Linked DNA regions of Mus musculus: regions 1, 2, 4, 5 and 6 are each linked to region 3. The links are chromatin contacts, called in public promoter capture Hi-C maps. All regions are on one chromosome and are shown on one strand. The core of a region is the stretch at or near the end of the contact, and the rest is flanking DNA. Distances in the headings are between cores, read along the strand shown.

What was found. Promoter capture Hi-C pulls out the DNA fragments that hold promoters and counts their contacts.
Region 1: a contact with region 3 is called in a promoter capture Hi-C map of hippocampal neurons, with 8 times the contacts expected there. The contact joins the enhancer-like site here to the promoter of Ccnk in region 3. A contact is called at or near these places in 6 of 39 promoter capture datasets (cranial neural crest, embryonic stem cells, hippocampal neurons and 3 more), 4 of 115 datasets of contacts at active chromatin or transcription factors (embryonic forebrain, embryonic stem cells, large pre-B cells and 1 more) and 1 of 9 other capture datasets (embryonic stem cells).
Region 2: a contact with region 3 is called in a promoter capture Hi-C map of pre-B cells, with 16 times the contacts expected there. The contact joins the promoter of Papola here to the promoter of Ccnk in region 3. A contact is called at or near these places in 19 of 39 promoter capture datasets (the 3T3-L1 cell line, 3T3-L1-derived adipocytes, the C10 cell line and 12 more), 8 of 484 Hi-C or Micro-C datasets (B cells, CD4 T cells, CD8 T cells and 5 more), 13 of 115 datasets of contacts at active chromatin or transcription factors (T-cell acute lymphoblastic leukemia, astrocytes, bone marrow-derived dendritic cells and 10 more) and 3 of 9 other capture datasets (adipose tissue, liver and macrophages).
Region 4: a contact with region 3 is called in a promoter capture Hi-C map of liver, with 4 times the contacts expected there. The contact joins the enhancer-like site here to the promoter of Ccnk in region 3. A contact is called at or near these places in 4 of 39 promoter capture datasets (cranial neural crest, liver and second pharyngeal arch cranial neural crest) and 1 of 484 Hi-C or Micro-C datasets (muscle stem cells).
Region 5: a promoter capture Hi-C map of neutrophils shows a contact between it and region 3, with 6 times the contacts expected there. The contact joins the promoter of Hsp90aa1 here to the promoter of Ccnk in region 3. A contact is called at or near these places in 2 of 39 promoter capture datasets (neutrophils and pre-B cells).
Region 6: a promoter capture Hi-C map of neutrophils shows a contact between it and region 3, with 5 times the contacts expected there. The contact joins the enhancer-like site here to the promoter of Ccnk in region 3. A contact is called at or near these places in 12 of 39 promoter capture datasets (3T3-L1-derived adipocytes, the C10 cell line, the HPC-7 cell line and 9 more), 2 of 484 Hi-C or Micro-C datasets (both in CD4 T cells) and 6 of 115 datasets of contacts at active chromatin or transcription factors (astrocytes, bone marrow-derived dendritic cells, embryonic stem cells and 2 more).

Annotation. Positions count from the first base shown.
Region 1 is chr12:105,959,607-105,963,064 of GRCm38.p6, reverse strand. No RefSeq gene overlaps it. Among named protein-coding and RNA genes, the nearest start is that of Vrk1, 49 kb to the left of the region's middle. Within about 2 kb of position 2,179, at least 30 of the 459 cell types and tissues checked have an H3K27ac peak or open chromatin away from gene starts, as enhancers often do. A contact at or near this core is called in embryonic forebrain and hippocampal neurons, where this site is marked.
Region 2 is chr12:105,783,446-105,787,107 of GRCm38.p6, reverse strand. It overlaps Papola (poly (A) polymerase alpha), which reads right to left and starts at 2,411. Exons shown (of 22, transcript NM_011112.4): 1 at 2,194-2,411. The coding sequence starts at 2,201.
Region 3 is chr12:108,178,378-108,181,764 of GRCm38.p6, reverse strand. Ccnk (cyclin K) reads right to left here and starts at 2,027. Exons shown (of 12, transcript NM_009832.2): 1 at 1,885-2,027. Setd3 (SET domain containing 3) reads left to right here and starts at 2,481. Exons shown (of 13, transcript NM_028262.3): 1 at 2,481-2,612.
Region 4 is chr12:105,757,741-105,761,567 of GRCm38.p6, reverse strand. Ak7 (adenylate kinase 7) reads right to left here. Exons shown (of 18, transcript NM_030187.1): 13 at 1-100. Among named protein-coding and RNA genes, the nearest start is that of Papola, 25 kb to the left of the region's middle. Within about 2 kb of position 2,502, at least 38 of the 459 cell types and tissues checked have an H3K27ac peak or open chromatin away from gene starts, as enhancers often do. A contact at or near this core is called in liver, where this site is marked.
Region 5 is chr12:110,694,769-110,698,140 of GRCm38.p6, reverse strand. It overlaps Hsp90aa1 (heat shock protein 90, alpha (cytosolic), class A member 1), which reads left to right and starts at 1,746. Exons shown (of 11, transcript NM_010480.5): 1 at 1,746-1,889; 2 at 2,461-2,622; 3 at 2,723-3,089. The coding sequence starts at 2,461.
Region 6 is chr12:106,038,175-106,042,092 of GRCm38.p6, reverse strand. All of the region lies in intron 2 of Vrk1 (vaccinia related kinase 1), which reads right to left. Among named protein-coding and RNA genes, the nearest start is that of Vrk1, 30 kb to the right of the region's middle. Within about 2 kb of position 1,987, at least 12 of the 459 cell types and tissues checked have an H3K27ac peak or open chromatin away from gene starts, as enhancers often do. A contact at or near this core is called in neutrophils, where this site is marked.

The DNA of each region.
Region 1 (3,458 bases), core at 930-3,429, 2.2 Mb after region 3:
GCCCAAAGCAGGCAATTAGCATCTCCCACCGTGGGGTCGCAGGAGCATCGTGCAAAATTACGTATCCAACTCCAGGAGTCCCTAGCGCCCGGCATACTCCGTGCACCCCGCACATCGAGTGCACTCAGCAACGGAGTGCACGCCACATCATCTCGCACACCAAGGGATTGCAGGCAGCTCAGCTGCGCAGCAGCCCATGACGATCCCAGATACTAACGCTAGAGGGAGCGCAAGGGTTGTCGTGCCTTGGGGTCCTGGACCATCCGGGCAGCCTGTAGGGTGCTGGGCTGCTCAGGGGTGCAGGGGTGTGGATGAGGCCCCGAGTGGCTGATGGGGGGGGGGCGTGCAGAGAGTTGTCGAGTGCCTTACTTGATGTTACACACAAGCCGTGTGAAACAGAAACTGGGCAAAGGAGGCAGGGCATACTGGTGCCCCCCCCCAACCTCCAACTCTGCTCCCCGGAACTTTTTAAGGGGGGGAAATAATCCGATCCCATCTGCACTTACCTCGTCACCTAACATGGGGGAGGGGAGGGGTAAGGGCGCGCGCACACACACACACACACACACACACACTCCACTTTCGAGGGGCGGGGGTGGTGGGCAGGCAAACTTTAAAAGGCTTTTAAGCAAAAAAAAAAAAAAAAAAAAAAAAGGAAAACGAGGTTGCACGAGGCTGAGGTACTTGAAATGATTTTTGTGTTGCAAATTGCTATGCTTTTACTGAGGGCTGATGAAAATAAATGAAGCGCCTCTCCCTCTTTTTGCTAATAAATGAAATGAAAAAAAAAAGCACCATTATTATGCCACCTGCTTCTAATTCCTAATTGTGGTAACTTAATTTTCGGATTGTTGTAACGGCTTGCTACCGCAGGCGCCCGAGCAAAAAGAAAAAAAAAAAGTATGGAAGGCCGGTTGGGTCTCTTTTGGCAGATGAGGTAGACTACGTGCAGGTTGGGTTTTTTATTTGCTTCTCGCATTGAGATTTACATATTGTATATTGGGAGGAGATCATCCAGCACTTTCTTCAGCAGCCCGAGGGGTGCTCGGGAGGAGGGAAGAGTCTGAGGTACTCCCTCAGCAGTGGCCGTGACAAAGTCCACGTTCCCCCCACCCCCACCCCGCCCCCCGCACTGAGATTGAATGTTGTTTTCTCTAAAAGAAGGAGGAAGTGTTTCTATAAACTGGTCCCTGGCTGCCTTCTACGAACCTTAAAGCCCTTAGAGACGCGGACTGGACTTGGTGGTGGGTTCCTCTGAATGGCGACCCTATTACCAGCTGAGCTGAGATACCCCTTTGGTTCCTTGCTCCCTGCTTGCTCCCTATACCCTGAAACACCTTAGGCAGAGTCCTGATATAAAAATTCTCCTGTCAAACGGACGTGAGCAGATCCACAACACAATAACTTCACCCAAGTCAAGGGTCCTGTTTTTACCATTGTAACCTAATTCCAAGTTCAAACTAAGAATTTTTTTTTTAAGTTCTGGGGTTATCAGGCATATTGGAAATCATCTGAAGGGTACATGTTTTCGATACTGTGATAAAAGGGTAGATTACTTCTTTAATCTACACATACACACACACACACACACACACACACACACACACACACACACTGGTTTATAAGCTAAGTCCATATCTAAGAAGAATAACAGTTGAAGCCAGAAAAACCTGCCAGAAAGAGAGCAAACACCTTCTCTGGCGAAATCAATTTAAACTCTGACTGTCATGGCCTCCTGGCTCCTGAGAATCTCACACTGGGGACCATTGTCCTTTATGCCTGTGATAGAAATAGGCTGTACAATGTGGGTTGAATTGCATTAGAGTCATTTCAGAAGAGAGAGATGTTTATTGTCTATAGAAAACAGCCAGACTTGCCACCCGGCTGAAACTATCCTGTGAGTGCTGCAGTGACTCTGTTGATGATAAAACCCAACTCTAAGGGAAGAGACCAGGAGCCAGCGTGGACCAGAAGACAGGCAGTGCAGCCCAATTCTAAACATAAGAGGATCCAAGGAGGGGATGCAGAGAGGCCATCGATGAATGGAGACCGAACGGAAGAAAAACATTTGTGAATGAGACTTAATGGGGCCCGGCGGCAGGTGCTGTTTAAATACCCAGAATAAGGTTGCAAGCAGCTCGTTCGCGTTTGCTGGGCGCCTATCCTATGCTGCGTGACATTAGAATGGAAATGTGCAGAAAACACAAGCCTACATCTGCAGGCAGAGCTAGGCTGACAGGGAGAGGGGGTAGGAGACCGACCTCAAAGTCAGAAAAATATGCAGAAGTGGAGAATCTGCGTGCCTGGGTGGTGGTGTGGGTGGCTTAATGTAACACGGAATGCAAATGCGTCTCCCGATCAGCCTAGAGTGTCTTATTTACATCTTAAGCTGTTTGTTGCTGATTTTTTTTTTCATGCAACCGTTTTATACTGGAATTCTCAAAGCTGAACCAGGAGCGTGGAAATGGCTTGGTTGGGCTCTTGCTGTGTATCTTCTGGAAGGCACCAACTCGCATGCACACACATGCACAGCCACATCTATTCATACAGGAAGTGTGCCCCTTATCCATACAAATCTCTGCCATCTATATTCCCAAACACGGGGGAGTCTGTGTATTTATTTCTGTCTTGAACTCAACTATGAAACACAAGTCAACATTCTTAAATGTCATTTTTTAATACCTCATATAAAAGGCAAACTTCTCCTAACGTGCTTTCCTATTAAATGAACTCCCCGAATACTGCGTGCACCCAGTTTCATTCGTAATGCTAAGGCATAATATTTTTTAGAATTTCTTTCAGCATTAAAAAAAAATGAAAGAAAAAGAAATGCAGGGAAAATATTTTGAAAGTCAATTAAAATTTTGTGTACGTTTTCATTTTTTAATGATAAATTAAGTTACTAATTTTGTCCGTGCTCTTTGTAGACACTGCAGGTTTAATTGCTAATTGTTAACTGCGAATGAATACATTTGCATATTAATTAGCTCCCAATTTACATTTTTAATTTGCTTCCTTCAAAAGGTGCAAGATAAAAGGTCGTGTTATTTTAAATAATTTATGCTTTATTGCATGAAATACGCTAATATGAAATGTGCCTACTAATTTTAACCCCTTTTCTAAGAAGGAAAGCGAGCAGCATTAAAGGGAACACGGCTGAGCTGGTGGTGTTCTGGAAAAAAAAAATTATGCTGTTCTGAACCTCGGCAACAACAGAATCACTTTTTCCTGCAGTCTTGTTGGACTGGGAAAAAAAAAGGAGAGACTGTATTCTTTCCTATACCCATCAGCTTAAACAGTGATAATGTATTTAAAGGAAAAAAAACAGCTGTAGTGTGTCTAGGTGTCTGGTTTGTGTCTGTGTGTCTGTGTGTCTGGTTTGTGTCTGTGTGCCTGTGTGTCTGTGTGTCTGTGTGTCTGTGTGTCTGTGTGCCTGTGTGTCTGTGTGTCTGTGTGTC
Region 2 (3,662 bases), core at 1,162-3,661, 2.4 Mb after region 3:
AAAGTCCTTTATACACTTAGAAGAACTACTGTCTTAAGTCTCACTAAATAGTTCTACCAACAACTTCAACAACATTCTGACACTTGCTAAGTCACTGGTACTGGTACAAAGAAAGATGTGGACACTAGCATATGGCACAGAGAATAAAATGTCTATAATGATATATACTTTGTGTTAATGCAGTGGTTCTTAAACCACGAACAAAGTCCCTCAGAGTACATCTGGAAAAGTCTGGGGACATCTGTGCGTTTGCCACTGTGAGAAGTTCCTGGGGTAAAGCCGTTGGCAACCACTAAGCAGGTCAGAGGTACTGTTACACACCCAACAAGACGTGGGAAGGGCCCTCCAGAAATTACCAGGGTTACAGCACTGAGGTGAGAAACTCTGTTAATGGAGAATGCAGAAATTTCAAGTATTTTAAAAAGCTTTAGCTTCCTCCATAACTTTTCTAAGTTTCACCACTATGGCAATCAAAAGGTACCAGCATTTTCCAAATTATGTATGTAATTATACACAAACCATATACCTTTGAGAATGTTTTGTAACGACTCAGTCCATTCTGACCATTCACCTGAACTGTCTATGCTTCAATCCCAACTTACATTGTCTAAATTTAACAGGCACACCAAAACCCACACTGGATACCAAACACAAACTATCCAGGAAATCTCAATTCAAAAGATCAAAAGTAAAAATCATGGCAAGTGATGCTGGCACACAGAAGAACAAGGCGTCCCATGGAGAGGTGAGCTCAGGGACAGAGCCCTCAAGAAACAAAGTAATGAGGAGGAAGGCAGGCCTGTCCTCCTCAGCCAGGCAGTCTTGGGTTTCCCTGGATTAAAAGTCCCAGTACACTCTGGATGGAGATAGAACAGCTTGTAAGAAACTGGCTATAGAGTTCAAATCCCATGAAACACACAAAAAAAAGGGGTCATGTGCATGTCCATCTGTCTTGGCTCCATTTTTTTAAACCTAAAGGAAATAGACTGAAGAACTTCAAGCATAGACCTGGACATGTGCGGTGCTCATGCAGCCTCCTTGTACCGTTCCACTTTCAGAAGTGCACTGAAATAAAAACTGCAGGAAACCTGTACTCTCCCTCCTACCTTCACTCCCAGACACAAGATAACATTTCTAATCCGAAGCCTTCCCTTTAGAGTGTGCAACCATATCTTTTTTTAAGCACTGATGTATCAGAAAAAAGTCTGGATGAGCTAATACAAGGTCATCATGTGACAACACCTCACTCACTCACATCTACTTGAACCCCACTGAAAAACACCAAACATCTTTATAGATTCTATTCTCGTGCTCCTTTACCCTTGTTCCATGAATAAGGAGTCAAAGGGAACTTTGTGGTTAATTAAGCCCAACAAATGTTATCACTACAGAAATACAGCTGACAGGTCTCTGGACTAAACATCAGGGTCGAGTAAAGCTAGCAAGCTAGTGTGTGAGAAAGAAAAGCGCATGAAATCCATTTTTAAATTAGTAAGTACAACCCTAGATCTGTCACATTGAGGCTACGTCCAAAACTGCCTCTCTTGTTTGGAAGAAAAGCAGTCGCACGACCTAAAGCCTTTTCGCCAAGATAGGTTAGTTGGAACATAAAACCCTCATCTACTTTCGAATCCCAACAACCGGTTTCCAAATATCTTTCTTAGGAGAAAAGGGGGGAGGGGGGAAATTAAGTAAAGAAAAATCACGGTCAAGTGTGTAAAGTAGACCTAGCGACATTAGAAGGCCTAAGTGAATTAGCTCAAAGCGTACACTCGCAATCACAACACAAGTGACCCAAGGGCGGGAGCGATCAGGTAGCGCGCCGAAGCCAGGTTGCCTAGTCACAACAAAGCAGGGACGGCGCCGCCCCGCAGCCCGCCGTTCCGGAAGCTGCCCCCGGGCCGCCAGCGCGGCCTGCTCCCTCCCGGCCCCGGTTCCTCACCCGCTCCGAGGGAAGCGGAAGTGGGGAACTAGGGGGCTGGACGGCGCCATGGTGAAACCGGGACAGGAAGGAACCCGGGAGCCGCGGCCCGCCAGTCCGCGCCGGGCGCCGTTCCGCTTGGGGATCCTGCGGGGGCCCCGCGCCCGAGGGGCCGGAAGCCGCGGCCCGGGGCGCCCGTGCGCCTCCCCTCCCCCTCCGCCACCCCCGGGGCCCGGCCGGCGTGCGCCTCACTCAGCACGCCAATCACTTACAACGGCATCGTCTCCGGCGCCGGCACCGCCCAGTCACTTCCCCCCCGCGACCGCTGCCGTCCTGGGCATGATCCACCGAGGCGGGAAGGACGGCAGCCTACCTCAGCCCCGGGGCCAACCCAGTCCTGCACCCGTGCCCCGCCGCTTTAAGCGCTTCTCCTCCTTCCCCTTCGTCCTAACATGGCGCCCGAGCGCTACCACAGCAACGTTCTAGAACCGCTGACGCCGCCACGCACACCGAGCGCGCGCCTGCGCGCGCGCTGCGCGACGCCGCAAGACCTGACGGGAAATGTAGTTCTCGGCGTGAAGCGGCGCTTCTCCCCCTCCCCCCCCCCCCCCCCCCCCCCGGTGATCTCACGCTTTCGTGGTAGAGCGTGGGATGGGTGCGGGAGGCTCCGAGCGAGAGGCTGTAGTTCATTCGCTTGGCGACGCCGTCCTGGCGAATGAGAGTGACGCAGCCGTGGCAGCGATGAGAAGGGGGCGCGGCCCAAGCGGGCGCCACGTGCGGGGCAGCCCAAGCGCGGGGGATGCCTGGAACCGAGAGCTGTTCGGTGCCAGTTGCACCTCCGCTGCGTGGGAGAACTGCTTTTTAAACATCGATGTGAGTGAGGACTTAAATGTGTTAGAGCCCAGTACAGAGCCTGTCCCAGAAGTGTGGCCGTGGATCCCCTCCCCTGACGATGACCCTCTGCATCTGTGTTGCCCAGACCTGTGCTTCTCATGCCAAATGTGCAGGGCAGGGGATTCCGGACCAAGGCAATAATTTAATAAAATTGACAGTAACCTTTGGGGTTTTGGCGGGTTTTTTGTTGTTGTTGTTGTTGTTGTTCTTGTTTGTTTTATAAGACAGGCTCCCATGAAGCTACTAGCCCTTAGTTTCTGATCCTCCTGCCTCCACCTCCTGAGTGTTGACATTACAGGTGTGAAACACCACTACCAATTTTATGTGATAGATTGGAATATACTTCTGGGTGTGACTATGACCTTGTCTCTGTGCTGAAGAGTTAATGCAGTTGGGCAGGTGAAGTTCGGGTTACTGGACCATACTCAGAAAAAGGAGCCATTCCTAGTATGCTGGGTTCATCTTAAGATAATGTATTTTTCCTTCCTAAAATTTCCAGCCCCTGGCACACTTCTTACGGGGTTTGGCTGGGTACACTCACCATTCTGTTCTGAGTAATCATTAGAAAGGCCCAACTATTCCTTTTCCTTCTCATAGCTTCTTGAAAGAAGCTTTTGGCCGGGCGTGGTGGCGCACGCCTTTAATCCCAGCACTCGGGAGGCAGAGGCAGGCGGATTTCTGAGTTCGAGGCCAGCCTGGTCTACAAAGTGAGTGCCAGGACAGCCAGGGCTACACAGAGAAACCCTGTCTCGAAAAACCAAAAAAAAAAAAAAAAAAAAAAAGAAAGAAGCTTTTGGAGGTCCCCTGCACTTAGGGCTTCCTTTCACTCCTAAAGCTCCCTCCCCAT
Region 3 (3,387 bases), core at 778-3,277:
AGAGCTGTCTCTCCAGTCCTGTTTTTTTATATGTATTTTTAGAAAGATTTTTTTTCATTTATATGTGCCTATGTAAATCACATGTATATAGGTGCCAGTAGTGAGGAGTGGATTATCTGTGGCTGGGATTACGGGTTTTCAGAAACTGCCTGTCATGTGTGTTCAGGAACAAAACTCATGTGCACTGAAAGAACAGCAAGTACTCTTAGCTACCAAGCCATCTCTCCAGCCCTGGTTCTACCCTTTATCAACAAGAATGCAATCTGTATCACTTAGCTTTTTTCTATCAGAAGTTGGATCATTAATCAGTTCTTACATCAAAGAGATAGCTGATCTATACTTTAAGAAGATTCTAGACAGGGATTGGCCTCTATCACAGTCCTCCATCGTTAACTGTATTTGTAGTACTTCTCAAAAGCTCTCAACAGTTACGTGACATTGAAATTACTCTGCAACATAAATGCTATGTAATGTATCTGCTCTTAAGAATACGAATTAGACTTAACCTAACTAGCTATTGTTTAAGAAATTCCTACAAAAAAAGGAAACACCTAAAACCAATTTTATTTATCGTGGGCAATTTTTGACTTGCCATCGATTATTTAGCAAACAGATTTTGACAACACTAACAGCTTCTCTCTCTCTCTCTTGGTTTCTGGGACACTGCTTCTCTATGTAGCCTCGGCTGTTCTGGAACTTGATCTGTATACCAGGATGGCCTTCAATTCAGACAGATCTGCATGCCCCTGACCCCAAGTGTTCTAATTAAAGATGTGAGCCACCACTACCACCCAACTGACACTAACAATTTTAATCAAAATGTTTATCAACATTACTATTTCTCAACTATTATCATTCATTCAGCAATAGTTTACTAAGTGCCATATAATGTTCTAGGTATTGAGGCTTGAAATCACTACACTTTCATGGAATCACTCATAAAAAAAAAGTTAAAGACACCCACAACTGCAAAATGCTGGCCAATTATTCTTTAAACAACATATATCAAGATACCACCTGTGTGAGGTTTGTCTTTAAAACCTAAAAGGCCAGTCTTTAGCTAAGACTCATGGCACATGACTTTTTAATTTTAAGTCCAGCATTCTGGAGGCAGAGGCAGGAAGATATCTTTGCGCTGGAGGCCAGCCTAGTTTACAGAGAGAGCTACACACCAGCCAGGGTTACGTAGGAAGACAGCCAGTCTGTGATAACTGATTTTAAACACTGAGTGACTTATGGAAAGCTGTGTTTTATTGGTAGTCCAAAGTTAAGAACACCACCAAGAATACATTAGGCAGGTTAAACTGCTTAAACGTTTTCAGATTAACATATACATGTTATTTCTCAACTTAATAAAGATCAGTTCCCCTAACACCGAGGCAAACAAGCACTCAGGAGAGGATGACGTCTGGGTAAGAACGAGTCTTATCGAGGAAGTCCCTTTTCATTCCTGGTCCTACCTGAGTTCCGTGGTTCAAGAGTCACGGAACACTTTCCAAAGCCTCAATCCTACTTAACAGAGGGATCCACAAGCCGTGGGTGACCGGGTCGGTCTGAGGCAGGGTCTGTGCGTGTAAGCCCCGCCACCCTTTTATTCCTCGGCTAGGAATCCCCCAAACCGCAACCACTTTCCTCTGCGAGGTCAGCTTCCAGTTCCAGGCATTAGCGGCGCACCCCAGAGGACCCGACCCTGTCCCGAAGCTCCCTCGCCGCCAACCCCGCGTCGCCTGCTAATTTCAACGTGCATCAGGGATTCCAAGGAGGGCGGTGGAATCCGGGAAGCCGGACTCTTCCGTAGAACCCAGGCAGCTGGAAAATACCCTCCTCGGACCACCAGGAGCGCAGACGGTGGGCGGCGCTGCCCGCGGCCAGCTAGATACTCACCCCTCGCCTCAGGCAAAACCCTCAGCGACGTCTCTCCTTCCTGACAGCAGCCATCTTGGAGGTGGAATGTCGGGGAACTACGTCATTTCCCTGCGTCTCGGGACGTTAAGAAGCGGCCGGAGGGGGCGGCGAAAGTCAGGTGCCTGTCAACCAATTAGAAGAAAGTAAAGCTAAAAAAAAGAAAAAAAGTAACAAGTCAACAGTCGCCGCTCCGCCTACCCTGCGGCCTTGTGGACTGCGGCCCGTAGGGGGAGGGGAAACACTCGCACACACCCTCCCATCGCCCCACCCCCTTGGCGAAAGGGAGTTCGGGAGCAACCGAACCTGTTAACGGAACTTCGGCCCGGAGGCGGAGCCAGGGCTCCCGTCGTTCAATCACAGCGCGAGATCTAACCAATCGAGTCTTCGGATACGGCTCCGCCCCGGTTGCTGATGTCCAATGGCTGATCAGCACCCTGGCTGGCGGGCGGATGGGCGGCGGGGCGGAGCCGCGCCGAGGCGTGTTAGGTGCGGGCCAATGAACGGCGGCGGCGGCCCGTGGGCGGGGCCCAGGGGCGGGCGGAGCCGGGTTGGGCCTAGGCGGCGGGGCTGTCTCTGGCTGCCGTCCAGCCCCTCCCGTCCGGCCGCCGCCGCCACCGCCGCCGCCGCCGCCTGGGGGTTGGTTGAGGCGGACGGTGGGGTCCCGGCCGGAGTGTGGCGCCGCCGCTGCGCGAAGACGAAGCGGGCAGGTGAGTGCGGACGGCAAGCACCCGCGTGCGGCCCGCGGGCTGAGGGGACGGGGTTCCACCGCTCCTTAAGGAGGTGAGGCCGAGCGTGCGGACTCCGAGGTCCGGTGCTCGGCCGCGACCGAGTTCTCAGGGCCTGGGAGGCTGTGGGCTCCGAGGCCCGGCAGGCCCGGTCCCTGAGGGGACTGGCGAGCGTCTGCAGCTTCCCTCTTCCACCGGGACGGGGGCAGGCGGCAGGTTCAGGGCGCGGCCTGGGCGCGGCCTGGGCGCCGCCCTCGGGTACGGCCGGGGCCCGGAGTGCGCGCGGGGCGCTGGGACTGCGTGCGGCGGGCTGCAGCCTTGGTTTCCTTCCTCCGGTGGCAGGCGCACGCGGCTTGGGGCCGAGGCCCCTCTGCAGCTCTCTGTTGCCCACGGGGAGCCCGGCCCCCGCGCCTTGTCCTCCACTGCCCGCTCGCAAAGGCGGGCGTAGAAAATAGGTCAGGTTTCTTCCCACGCGCCCCTGGCCGAGGTCCACACGCGACGAGCGCGCTGCGAGAGAGAAGCGGTCCGTGCTCTCGGAGTTTGCCATTCCGATTTTCAACTCTTCCTTCTTGCGGCTGCAGCCTGGGCATGCGACTCTGCCTCTTCTCCCCGCCTGCCACTCTTGGAGAAGGAGCTGATTAGTGACGTGCGCCACTGGCTGCCGAGGGGCCTCACCCCCTCCGCGTCGTGTCGGGAGAGGACGTTGGTGCGTTTCTGGAGGGGTGCACGCGTAAAGATGACTCGGGACATGCTGTAA
Region 4 (3,827 bases), core at 1,253-3,752, 2.4 Mb after region 3:
GTCTTTGGGAAGCCATCCAAAATGAAACCTTGGTTCCTACAAGGCATAGATTTGAGCTTTTCTTTCACAAATCGAATTATATATTGGTCTTCTAGCCGACCTGATTTAAGAAACAGGAACAAAACCTAAGTTACTGCAGCACGTGCTCCACACAGGTGACGCTGCTCTAACCTCTCCCAGACACCGTTGTGTGGGCAGGCAGGCTGTAGAAGACACGCATTCCTTTACCCTTAAAATGCAAATCAACCCCCGTGGTTTCATTTTTGAGCGTGACATGTTTTAGTGCAAAGTTAAACCATCAGTGAGTGAACTGGGCTACAGGAAAGAAAGAGCAGGCGCAGGGGGTGCTCAAGAAACCATTGTGACACAGCTCGTGTGTGGCGCTGAAGCTGAGGGAGGAGTAAGGGGATGGACATCACGCTCTGTGGAGTCAAGTCCTGCCTGCTGGAAGAATTTCCTCTCATTTTACCTTTTACTTTATTTATTTATTTATTTATTTATTTATTTATTTATTTATTTATTTATTTATTTATTTTTGGGTTTTTCCAGACAGGGTTTCCTGCTCTATGGACCAGGCTGGCCTTGAACTCACAAAGATCTATCTGCCTCTGCCTCCCGAGTGTTAGGATTAAAGGTGTGCGCTAAGCACTCTAAGCACTCTGAAGCTTCTTTTCGTTTTTAATTTATGTGCCCCTGTGTGTGTGCATGCCTGTGTGTATCACATGTGTGTGTATCACGTGTGTGTGTGTGTGTCCTTAGAAGGCATTGGATCTCCTGGAACTGGGATCCAATGTGGTTCTAGGTGGTTCTAAGCTGCCCGATGTGCTAGGAACCTCTCCAAGGGCAGTGCATACTCTCCAGCCCTCCTCCCTTTTATTATTATTCTTTTTACATGCTATTTATTTTGTGGGTACACACGTGCCATCGGGTGCATCTTGAGGTCAGAGGACAATTGTGAGAGTCAGTTCTCTTCTGCTACTGAGGTGCATAGACTGCCTGCTTCTGCACTCTCTTGCAGAAGGTTTTCTCTCTCTCTCTCTCTCTCTCTCTCTCTCTCTCTCTCTCTCTCTCACACACACACACACACACACACACACACACACACACACACAGAGCAAGAGCGGTAAGGCTCACCTCTGCACTCTCCCTGAGAAGCACGATAAGACTTCCTTTCTGCAGTTTGCCTCTATATTGCCTCACAGAAGCCCTGCTCCCCCTCCTGCCTTGCAGCAAACGTGGGGGTTCACCCCACCTCCCTAACTGCTCCAAGGGGACTCAAGGAGCTGAGAGTGCCAGCCGAAATAAGATAGACCACAAGAACTCGGCTTTGGTGGCACCAAGGCCAGCAGCCTCCTAGATAACCAGGTGCAGCTGGTGCCTGTCCTTGAAGAAAGGAGATTAGGGTCCCACACTTAAATCATAGAAAGCAGTTAATCAGAGGACACAGACAGTTATAGCCGGCTGTAAAACTAGTTCCTGATAGCCCCACAAAAGACACTCTTTAATCACCCCCCCCCAGCTTCAGTTCCATCCTACCAAACCCCACCTCCACCCCCCTTCACCCTAAGCATTCTAAGAACGTCTAAGGGCACTGTATAAACACAGTGTTTTCTGAGCTCAGGATTGCACGCCAGAACCTACGGGGTCTTGCGATCCTAGTCAGGACTGGACATTTAAAGAAAAAGACTATTTTGCAAATTGCAGCAGACTTCACAACTCTTGGGCTTGTCTGGGTTTCCCGAGGACTCAGGGCATAGCACTACCACATGGGTCTTAGAGGAGCTAGAACTCAGGCCATCATCTTGGCTGCAGTCGCCTTTACCCCTGAGCCATCTCACTGCCCCTCAGTGCTGACCTTAACATATAGTAGTAAATCACTACTTCTGTTGTGGGAGTTGAGCGAGACAGTATTTGAGTATTTTGTGTTGCAGGATATTTGATCATACTGTGAACACCAAAATTTGCTGGAAAAAAAAAAAAACAAAACACAACTATTTCTAGTTGTGGTGTGTCTCAACCTCAGCACACACCTTTTATCCTTCTGGATGGAATACAGACAAGACCTTAGTACGAACCTTTAATCCCAAACAATGAAGGTAAAGGTAGTTACAATGAAGGATTCACCCATGTTTGAAAGTGGTGTCTAATTGAGCGGCAGACAAAATGATGAACCAGAGAAAGATTTGACAGAGTAGGATATGCCCAATTCTCACTAGAAGAGAGAGAAAAGGGAAGATAGAGATAAGAAAGGGCAGCAGAAGAAGTAGGCAGTTTTACTGGCAACGTTGTACAGGTTGAAGAGAGAACAAGCTAGACACAGGTGAAGACGGAAAGAGCCAGAGAATGAGAAGGAGCCAAGGATTAGAATAGATTGCCAAAATTAGTATGAGGCCAAGCAGAGCAATTCAGGAAAGAAGCCAGATTGAATCAGCCAGCTTAGAGAGGAGTTTGAGCCAGAACAGCTGAGTTGACCAGCCAGCCAGAGGGCAGAGAGAACAAAAGAGGTGAGCTTACTCAGGAGCAAGTCTCAGGGGCTGAGAACAGTCTAGGCACAGGTAAGGTTGTGTGGAGGCCAGAAGCTTCTGAGAGTAAGCCTCAGAGATGACAATTATTACATATCAAAGCAGACCTGGCCTCCAGGCTCTCTCAGAATCCCTCAGTCTCTACCTGGCATACCCTGTTCCCACCCCCACCCTGAACTTTCCAGCCCAGGGACAGGGCTGCCCTTTCCCAGAGGCTCCTATATAATCAAGACATTTTCTTCTCTCTCTCTCTCTCTCTCTCTCTCTCTCTCTCTCTCTCTCTCTCTCTCTTTCTCTCTCTCTCTCTCTCCCCCTCCCTCTCCCCCTCTCATCTTCTCCTCTTCCCTCTCCTCTTTGTCTCTGTCTCTCTTCTCTCTCCTTATCTCTCTTTCTCTCTTTTCTCTCCTTATCTCTCTTTCTCTTCTCTCTCACCCCCCTTCTCTCTCCCTCTCCTCTTTCTCTTCTCTCTCCGCCCCTCCCCACACCTCTTTGCATTTTTGAAGACATCCCTGGCCTCAATCAATCCTTGGGGTCAGAGGGCAGCTTCCCAGTAAACCTGCCTATATATAATCTAATCTAGGCTCATTCCATCGGCGGAGAAACAACTTATCGATTACATTTTACAATTTTGCTAACACGGGCATTTAGGTTGAGACTCTATCTCAGTGGTAGAACATGTGCTCGGCACAGATGGGGACCTGCGTTTTACATACACACTGTCCTCCACCCTATCCTCCACCCTATCCCTCCCCAACAAAAGGAGGCGCTCAGTAAATATTTGCTGGATCTGAACAGCAAACTCAAACTGACTTTAAACACGTTCAGAAAAGGGCTGAGGCCAGAGCCTAGAGGCTCAGCACCTGCTGGGTGCACCCTGGGTTTGCTACTCCTAGCACCTTAAATAATAATTAATAAAATTAGTCCTTAAAAATGAAGCTGCAGTCAGACTGTGCTCGCCCCGCCCCCACACCCTCTCCTCCAGGTCACATTTCTGACCTTTGCCCTTTGAGAGGTTCTTTCTTTAGCCCCAACCCAGAGTTCCTGGAAACTGCTAGGAGAGCCTGAGAGGGAGGAGTCTGCTCTACAGAGGGCTTGGCAGGTCAATTGCAGTGTGCACGCCTCCTCTGCAGCCGGCTACCATTTCCCGGCTGTGGTCACGTTCAAGGCGCCCTGTCTGTCCATGGCTTGATGAGGCCTAAAAGCTAGTGTGTCTCCCAAGCCCCAAAGACTCTTCCAGGCCACACATCGCACCTTCAGCTTACCAGGGAGTCTGAGATGTGAAATCAATAGTTTGGGGCCACTTGT
Region 5 (3,372 bases), core at 497-2,996, 2.5 Mb before region 3:
GTTTCTACTTAATGCCCCCACTCAGTTCAGAGAGGGGGGCCAGAGGTCTTTCCTCAGCTGCTGGGAAAGGGCCTCGTTCCCTGGAGGGAGGGCGAGATGGAGATGGGTGACTTTCTTCCTCTCCCAGAGGAAATTGCCTGCTGTGTTTTTGTCCACAGAGCACATTCTTTCTTCTTTCTTCCCCCCAACTCCCCCAGACAGGGTTTCCCTGGTTGTCCTGGAACTCACCCTGTAGACCAGGCTGTCATCAAACTCAGAAATCCACCTGCCTCTGACTCCCTCCCGAGTGCTTGGATTAAAAAGGCTTATGCCACCACTGCCTGGCTTCCTCTTTCCCGGCTTCTTTTCTTTCTAAGCTTTTATTTATTATTTTATGTGTATTGGTGTTTTGCCTACATGTATGTTTGTGTGAAGGTGTCAGATATTGGAGTTATGGACAGCTGTGAGCTGCCTTGTGGGTGTTGGGAATTGAACCTGGGTCCTCTGGAAGACCAGTCCATGCTTTTAACCACTGAGCTATCTCTCCAGCCCTTTTCTTTCTAATCTTAGTAATCGTTTTGTCAGCAGGAAAAGATGCGGAAATAGGAAATACAGGGTGGGAGTAACCCAAAGGAAAGGTATGGGGAGTGAAACCGAAGCCTATATTAAAGATAAACAAACAAGGAAACTATCTTTTGGGTCACGTTAATCGCCCAAAGTAACTTCGTATGTACACCATATGAAGGTGCTTCAAAAATCAGGATAGAGTGTTTTATATGACCATTTTTTGACTGCGTGTGCCTGTGCACCATGTGTGTTCCTGGTGCCCGTGGAGGCCAGAGAGGATAGTTTATTTCCAAGAACTGTAGTAACTGGTGGTTGTGAGCTGCCTTAACGTGCGTGTTTGGCACCACTAACTGCTCCCAGCCATCTCTCTAGTCCTTTACACTTATTTTCACACTGTGCGAGTGTGTGTGTGTATGGGCACGTGGGAGACACAGCGCTGAAGGCTAGCTTTTTTTCCCACGCTCTGGGTGGCAGATATCAAACCCAAGCACCTTTACTGGAAGAGCCATCTTTCCAGCCCCAAAATTACAGTAAATTAAGGTAGCACAAATTTGATACAAAATCCCTCACAACGCCCAATTTGAGGGTCATAGCTTTTGGTCAAAGAGAAATCCCCAAGCACTCTGGACGGATTTGTAAGACCCACCGTGTAAGGTCTCTCAGTAAGCCCACTGTAAGGCTTCAGAACACACTCCAGCGGGGTCAGCCCTGAAATTCAGACTACGCAACCAGAACCCCAGTCCGGGAGGCGCCCCACCCATCAAGGTGGAAGCCAGGGGGGGGGCGGGACTCGCCTCCTGCGGGGTCCGCGTTCCCAAAGGGAGCCCGAAGGGGGACCTTTTGCCTGCAAGGACCTAAAGCGCCGCAGAGGACCGCGAGGTTCACACAACACGCGCGCGTTCCCATGGGGACGTCCCTTTTACAGAGCGCCGGGGAAAAGAAGCCTTAGACCACAGGGCTCACATGGAGGCTTCAGGCGCATGCGCTGGCCGGCCCGTCCGCGCGCGCGCGTGCGGCCCGGGAAGGCGCCCGGCCCGCCGAGCGTTCCGGACTGCGCATGTGCAGAGCACCTGGCTGTGGAGGAGGGGCTTGCGTTCGTTCTCCGCGCGGGTTCGGCGCGCTCCAGGTGGAGGGGCGGGGCCCGTCCATTGCGCAGGCGCGGGCGCGCGGCCGAGGCGACGGTTGGGGAGGGTTCTTCCGGAAGGTTCCGGAGGCTTCTGGAAAGAAGCGCCGCGCGCTGGGCGGGCCCGCCTCTATATAAGGCCGGCGCAGGGGGCGGCGCGCCAGTTGCTTCAGTGTCCTGGTGCGGAGCGTCACGTCTCGTGCGTGTTCATTCAGCCACGGTGAGTGATGGCGCAGGCGGACTTAGCGGGGGCTTGGGGAGCAGGGCCGTAGGTTGCTGGCGCCGCGGCGGCAGCGGGGCCACCATCCGAGTTCCCTCAGCCCGCGGAGGTGGGCGGCCATGGCTTCCGACCCTAGGCCCCAGGCGGGCCTCATATCTACGCCCCAGGCCGGGGATGCGGCAATGGCCGCCGAGGAGGAGCGGTGGCGGCGGCGAGGCGGGCGCGGGGCGAGCGAAGCGAGGGTTGGGCTGTCGCCGGTGCCGCCGAGGCGCGGGCGGGCGAGGGAGGCGCCATAGCGGCGGGTTGGGGGAGGGTGGCCGTTAGGAACGGCGTGCGTGGAGCCGCCCGGGTCCGAACGTCCTCCCGGAGGCGCGCACATGCGCTTCGTAATTACCGCATTCTGAAATGAGGTCATCCCTTTGTCATCCACCCCCCGCCCCGTCGCCCTTTTCTATTTCGTCCCTTTCTTAGTCCAAAATAGAGTCGGTAAGAGACCTCTATAGAGGAGGGGCGGTCGTTAGCACGCCTGCAGCCATTCTGTGAGGCTTTAGAGTCGTCCTCTGTGTTCCAGATGCCTGAGGAAACCCAGACCCAAGACCAACCAATGGAGGAGGAGGAGGTCGAGACCTTTGCCTTTCAGGCAGAAATTGCCCAGTTAATGTCCTTGATCATCAATACCTTCTACTCGAACAAAGAGATCTTTCTGAGGGAGCTCATCTCCAATTCATCGGACGTGAGTATACCACTTGGAGGATTGGACGTTGCTTTCCCTGAAAATTTCACCTTGGGGTTTGCGCTTGACGGTTTTTTCATTTTTAATCTTTTCTTAATAGGCTCTGGATAAAATCCGTTACGAGAGCCTGACGGACCCCAGTAAACTGGACTCGGGGAAGGAGCTGCACATCAATCTCATTCCCAGCAAACAGGACCGAACCCTGACCATTGTGGATACCGGGATTGGAATGACCAAGGCCGACTTGATCAATAACCTTGGCACCATTGCCAAGTCGGGCACCAAAGCCTTCATGGAGGCTTTGCAGGCTGGTGCAGATATCTCTATGATTGGCCAGTTTGGTGTTGGTTTTTACTCTGCCTATTTGGTTGCTGAGAAAGTGACTGTCATCACGAAGCATAACGACGATGAGCAGTATGCCTGGGAGTCCTCAGCTGGGGGATCCTTCACAGTGAGGACTGACACAGGTAGGCATAGGCCAAAAGGAATGTATTCAATTGTAGGGGGTGTCTGGTTAACTTCAGTAAGTGCTTGAGAGGGTTAACTTGGAGAGTTGAAGAGTTAAAGAGCAGTCTGGCATACATAGCCTTAGTGCTAAGTCCTGAGCTTTTCAACAAAATTGTTAATCTAAAGGGAGCTTCAGGACCTGGGCTAGGAAATAGGAAAAATGTATGGCTGTTTGCTCAGTTGTACATCTTGGGCAAGGAAGTTAAAGCTTTGGAGACCTTTGCATTTGTGGGGAAGGTTAGC
Region 6 (3,918 bases), core at 738-3,237, 2.1 Mb after region 3:
CCCAATATGGGAGCTTTACGTGAACTGCAAAGCCAGGAGACCGACGCACACAGAGAAAATGGGATACAGACAGTGCAGAGACCCCTTAGAAAAGGAACAGAGAGTAAACAAGAAAGGCTTAACAGACAGGAAGAAGGCTGGGGCTGCTGCTGGAACTGAAACACGGAGCCTCCAAGGTTTTCCAAAAGGACTAGCATGGTCTAACTCCGACTGGGCTGCTTAGGAGGGCTGTGTACCAGCCAAGAGCAGAAGCAGGTAGAGCAGTGGGCAGAGTGTGGCCTGACAGCTGCATAGGCCCAAGGTGGTACTAGCACACTGTGGTCACAGACTCAAAACAAAGGGCAGCTAACAGGGACTTGATGGGCTGGAGGCAGACTGTAAGCCACTTCTAGGGTTTGAGCTGAAAACTGAATAAAAGTTACAAATGGAGAAATGCAGGAGAGATGCTTTGGGGTTTTTTGTTTGAGATGCTTGCTAGAAACATCCACGTTCAGATGTTATTACAATTTTAATCTAAAATGTCCCCCCGATTTGTGACCTGAACACTTACTCTCATCTGGTTACTATGTTGGGAGGCTGTGGACCTTGAACAGCTGAAGCCTAACTCAAGGAAGTAAGATATTGGCTGAGGGCCTCTGACAGCTAGTTACAGCCCATACCCAGTTCTGACCTACACTCTCTGCATCCTGGTCTGTGCACTGTGGATAGCCACCCATGCATTCCTGCCACCACCATGTTCCCCCACGTATATGAGTGCAACTGTAGACTCAATGTCTAACTGTGAGCCAAAGAAATCCTCCCCATTAGGGTGCTTCTGCCATAGCAACACGAGGCGCTGGTGCAGATCTTAGTCTATTAGAGATACAAGTCTTGAGCTCGTAAGTGATTAGCAAAGAAACGCCAGCTATCAGGGAGAGGCTCTAGTTCAAAGGGATGATAGCACATGCATGCGCCGTGTAGATGAGGTCTCGGTTCAGTCTCCAGCAGTTTAAATGGAAAGGCCATTTATTTAGAGCCTCACACTGAAAGAAAGCTCCTTGGGAATGAACAAAGAGAGAAAAGTGCTAGGACTGATGCCAAAGGCACTGTCACCTTAGAACAGAGGATAGGCAGACTGCGACAACAGCCACAGAAACCAAGGAAGAAAACCATGCAAGAGTTGCAGCCAAAGTACCTCAGACACAGGAGAAGCACCAGCTTCCAGATACGCGCACCAGCTTCCAGATACGCTCACCAGCTCCCTAGGACAGCCCCGGGGAGCAGTATTTAGATGGTGAATTAATAAGTAAGGCAGGTCCAGAATCTTTAACAAAACATGAAAATGAAGATAGCATCCCATTAATACTGCACACTCAAATGAGAAGAGAGTAAAGAAACGAAGTGATTTATCCATAACACATGCACGCACTACGCCAGGCACAAAGAAGACAAGAATTGAGCCTTGACAACAAGTACCTGCGTGTCCTAGAACTGAGAGAAGTATTCAGGTGTGGAAAACATCATGCAATGTTAGGGAAGGCCAGGGAATACGTATGTGCACGCCCTGCCCTAACCTCAGCTTTGGGGAAGCAGCATTGTGCAAAATCAAAATGGTGAGAGCCTCACTTCCGTGGTCACACTCACACAGGGCGGCATCAGTGCATCGGTGCCCACAGCAAGGAAGGCACAGGCCTCAAGCCAATCCTCCTCTCCACACACACACAGTTAAAGCCGAGGCCTAACTCAGACTGCCCACTGGGTACTAAAAATGTGTCAACAGCACCTGCCAATGACAGAAATAAAATACTCAACATGCACACAAAGCAAGTTCCAGATCTGCAAAGGGCCACAAAAGCAAGAAAAGCACTCGGGAGCACAGTGGCCCTGAAAAAAGCCCACGCGGGAGCACGGTGGCTGAGGTACAGATTTTAGGAGACTAAAAGGGACAACCTACTTAACTACAAGTTCCTGTTAACAAACTCCTGCAGCAACTACACCGCCCCCTCTAAATTACACGCCTGAATATGCACTTGGCTGATATAACTAACATAATAGTGTGGATGGAGACAAAGCGCCCCCACATACAGTGGCAGAAGACACAGCCAATGGGGTAAGTTCTAGAAACTTGAGAAGGCTGGACATAGCTGGAGAAGGTCACTGGGCAGTGAAAGCCAGCAGAGGCATCTTGCCCTGGAGCCTTCCTCTGCACCAGAGGTGAAACTCTCCAGTCTCATGCCCTCTGCCTAAACACATGGGGTGTGGAGCCAAACAGCATGGACTGACCCCTCTGAAATCAGGAACCACAGTGACCGTGTGGCTCAATCACCAAATCCCCCTGGGCTTTCTCGTAACAATGTGAACATTTCATGAGCAGCCACTTTCCATGGTTTATGAAGACTTTCACCGTACATAAATACAGCGTACTTCACTAGGACGGCTCTATGTCCAAACAAAACCAGAGAAGCAGCATGTACCGCTCCAAAGGCCAGTACAGTCTCCATCAGGAGGCTTGTGTGCAAGACATGGTGAGAAGCGCTGTCAGCCATGTTTCATGAACACAAGTACAGAGCGAGGAGTCCACTCAGGGGCATGAAGCAAGCGAGTGAGTGAAAGCAGCTGTCTCCTATCATGGTTCTCAAATCCCAGGATGCCCTGGACCACATGGAGAGCCTGTTCAGACAGCTCTGAGTGAGGAGGAGGGTGGAACACGAGAACAGCCATTCTGACCAGTTTCCAGACGATGGGAACCTTCACTATAATAGTAGCATTCCAAGTCAGATGTCGCTAGAAAGTTTTCATTTTGTAGTAACTACTTGAAAGGGAAAAAAGTCAAGTAGTTTCATATTATAGATGTTTACATCTGTGGGGTTTTTTAAAAAATATCTACAACATTTCATTCTATGTAAACTACTATTAAATATAACATTTGAAACTTTCAGGGTTAGAGCTATGGCTAAATGGCTGCAAGCACTGGCTGCTTTTCCGGGACCAGGACTGGATCCCTACCATCCACATGGTGACTCACAACCATCTCTAACTCCAGTCTCAGGGGATCCAACTCCTTCTTCTAACCAGTACCAAAAATATATAATTTTTTAAAAGTTGTGCCAGGCAGAATGGCATATACTCTTATTCAACACTTGGAACACAGAGGTAAGAGAATCTCTGAGTCCAAAGCTAATCAGAATCTCACAGTGAGACCATGTCTCTCAAAAGAGAGGAAGGTAATCATTAAGAAATTACATAAGCTGGAGAGATGGCTCAGTGGTTAAGGACACTGACTGCTCTTCCAGAGGTCATGAGTTCAAATCCCAGAAACCACGTGGTGGTTCACAGCCATCCTTAAAAAGAAATTAAATAACTTGTTAACTAACTAAATCAAGATTAGAGATAAAAGTGCATTTGAGGCCTACCTCAGCTATATGATGCCTTAAAACTCAAAATTTACATCAATAACAAAGCTGAGAGTGAGGTAAAACAACAGAATGCAAAGACGGAAAGAAGAACCCATGCAAACAGGACCTGTGTAAGCACACTCCCACTAGGATTCGCAGGGAAGGAGACAGTTGTGCCTGCAATCAAGGTTTTTGCTGTTGTGTTTTGGCACAGGGTCTCACTATGTAGCCCTTATTGGCCTGGAAATCACAGATCTGCCTGCCTCACCCACTGCTGGGATGAAAAGACTGCACCCCTACCCCCCAGCTAAGTAAACCTGCTGCTGCTGTTCTTGTTCCTTTGGTCTTGGTCTTGGTCTTGCTGTTTGACGAGGGTTTCTTTGTGTAGTCCTGGCTCTATAGACCAGGCTGGCCTCAAACTTAAAGAGATCATTTGTTGATGTTTGGTCTTTTGCTATGTGTTATATTGAATACTGGCTCCCAAGGCCTGGTTGCTGCCAGGGACAAGAAAATCTGCACACATACAAGTGACACTATGTAACCT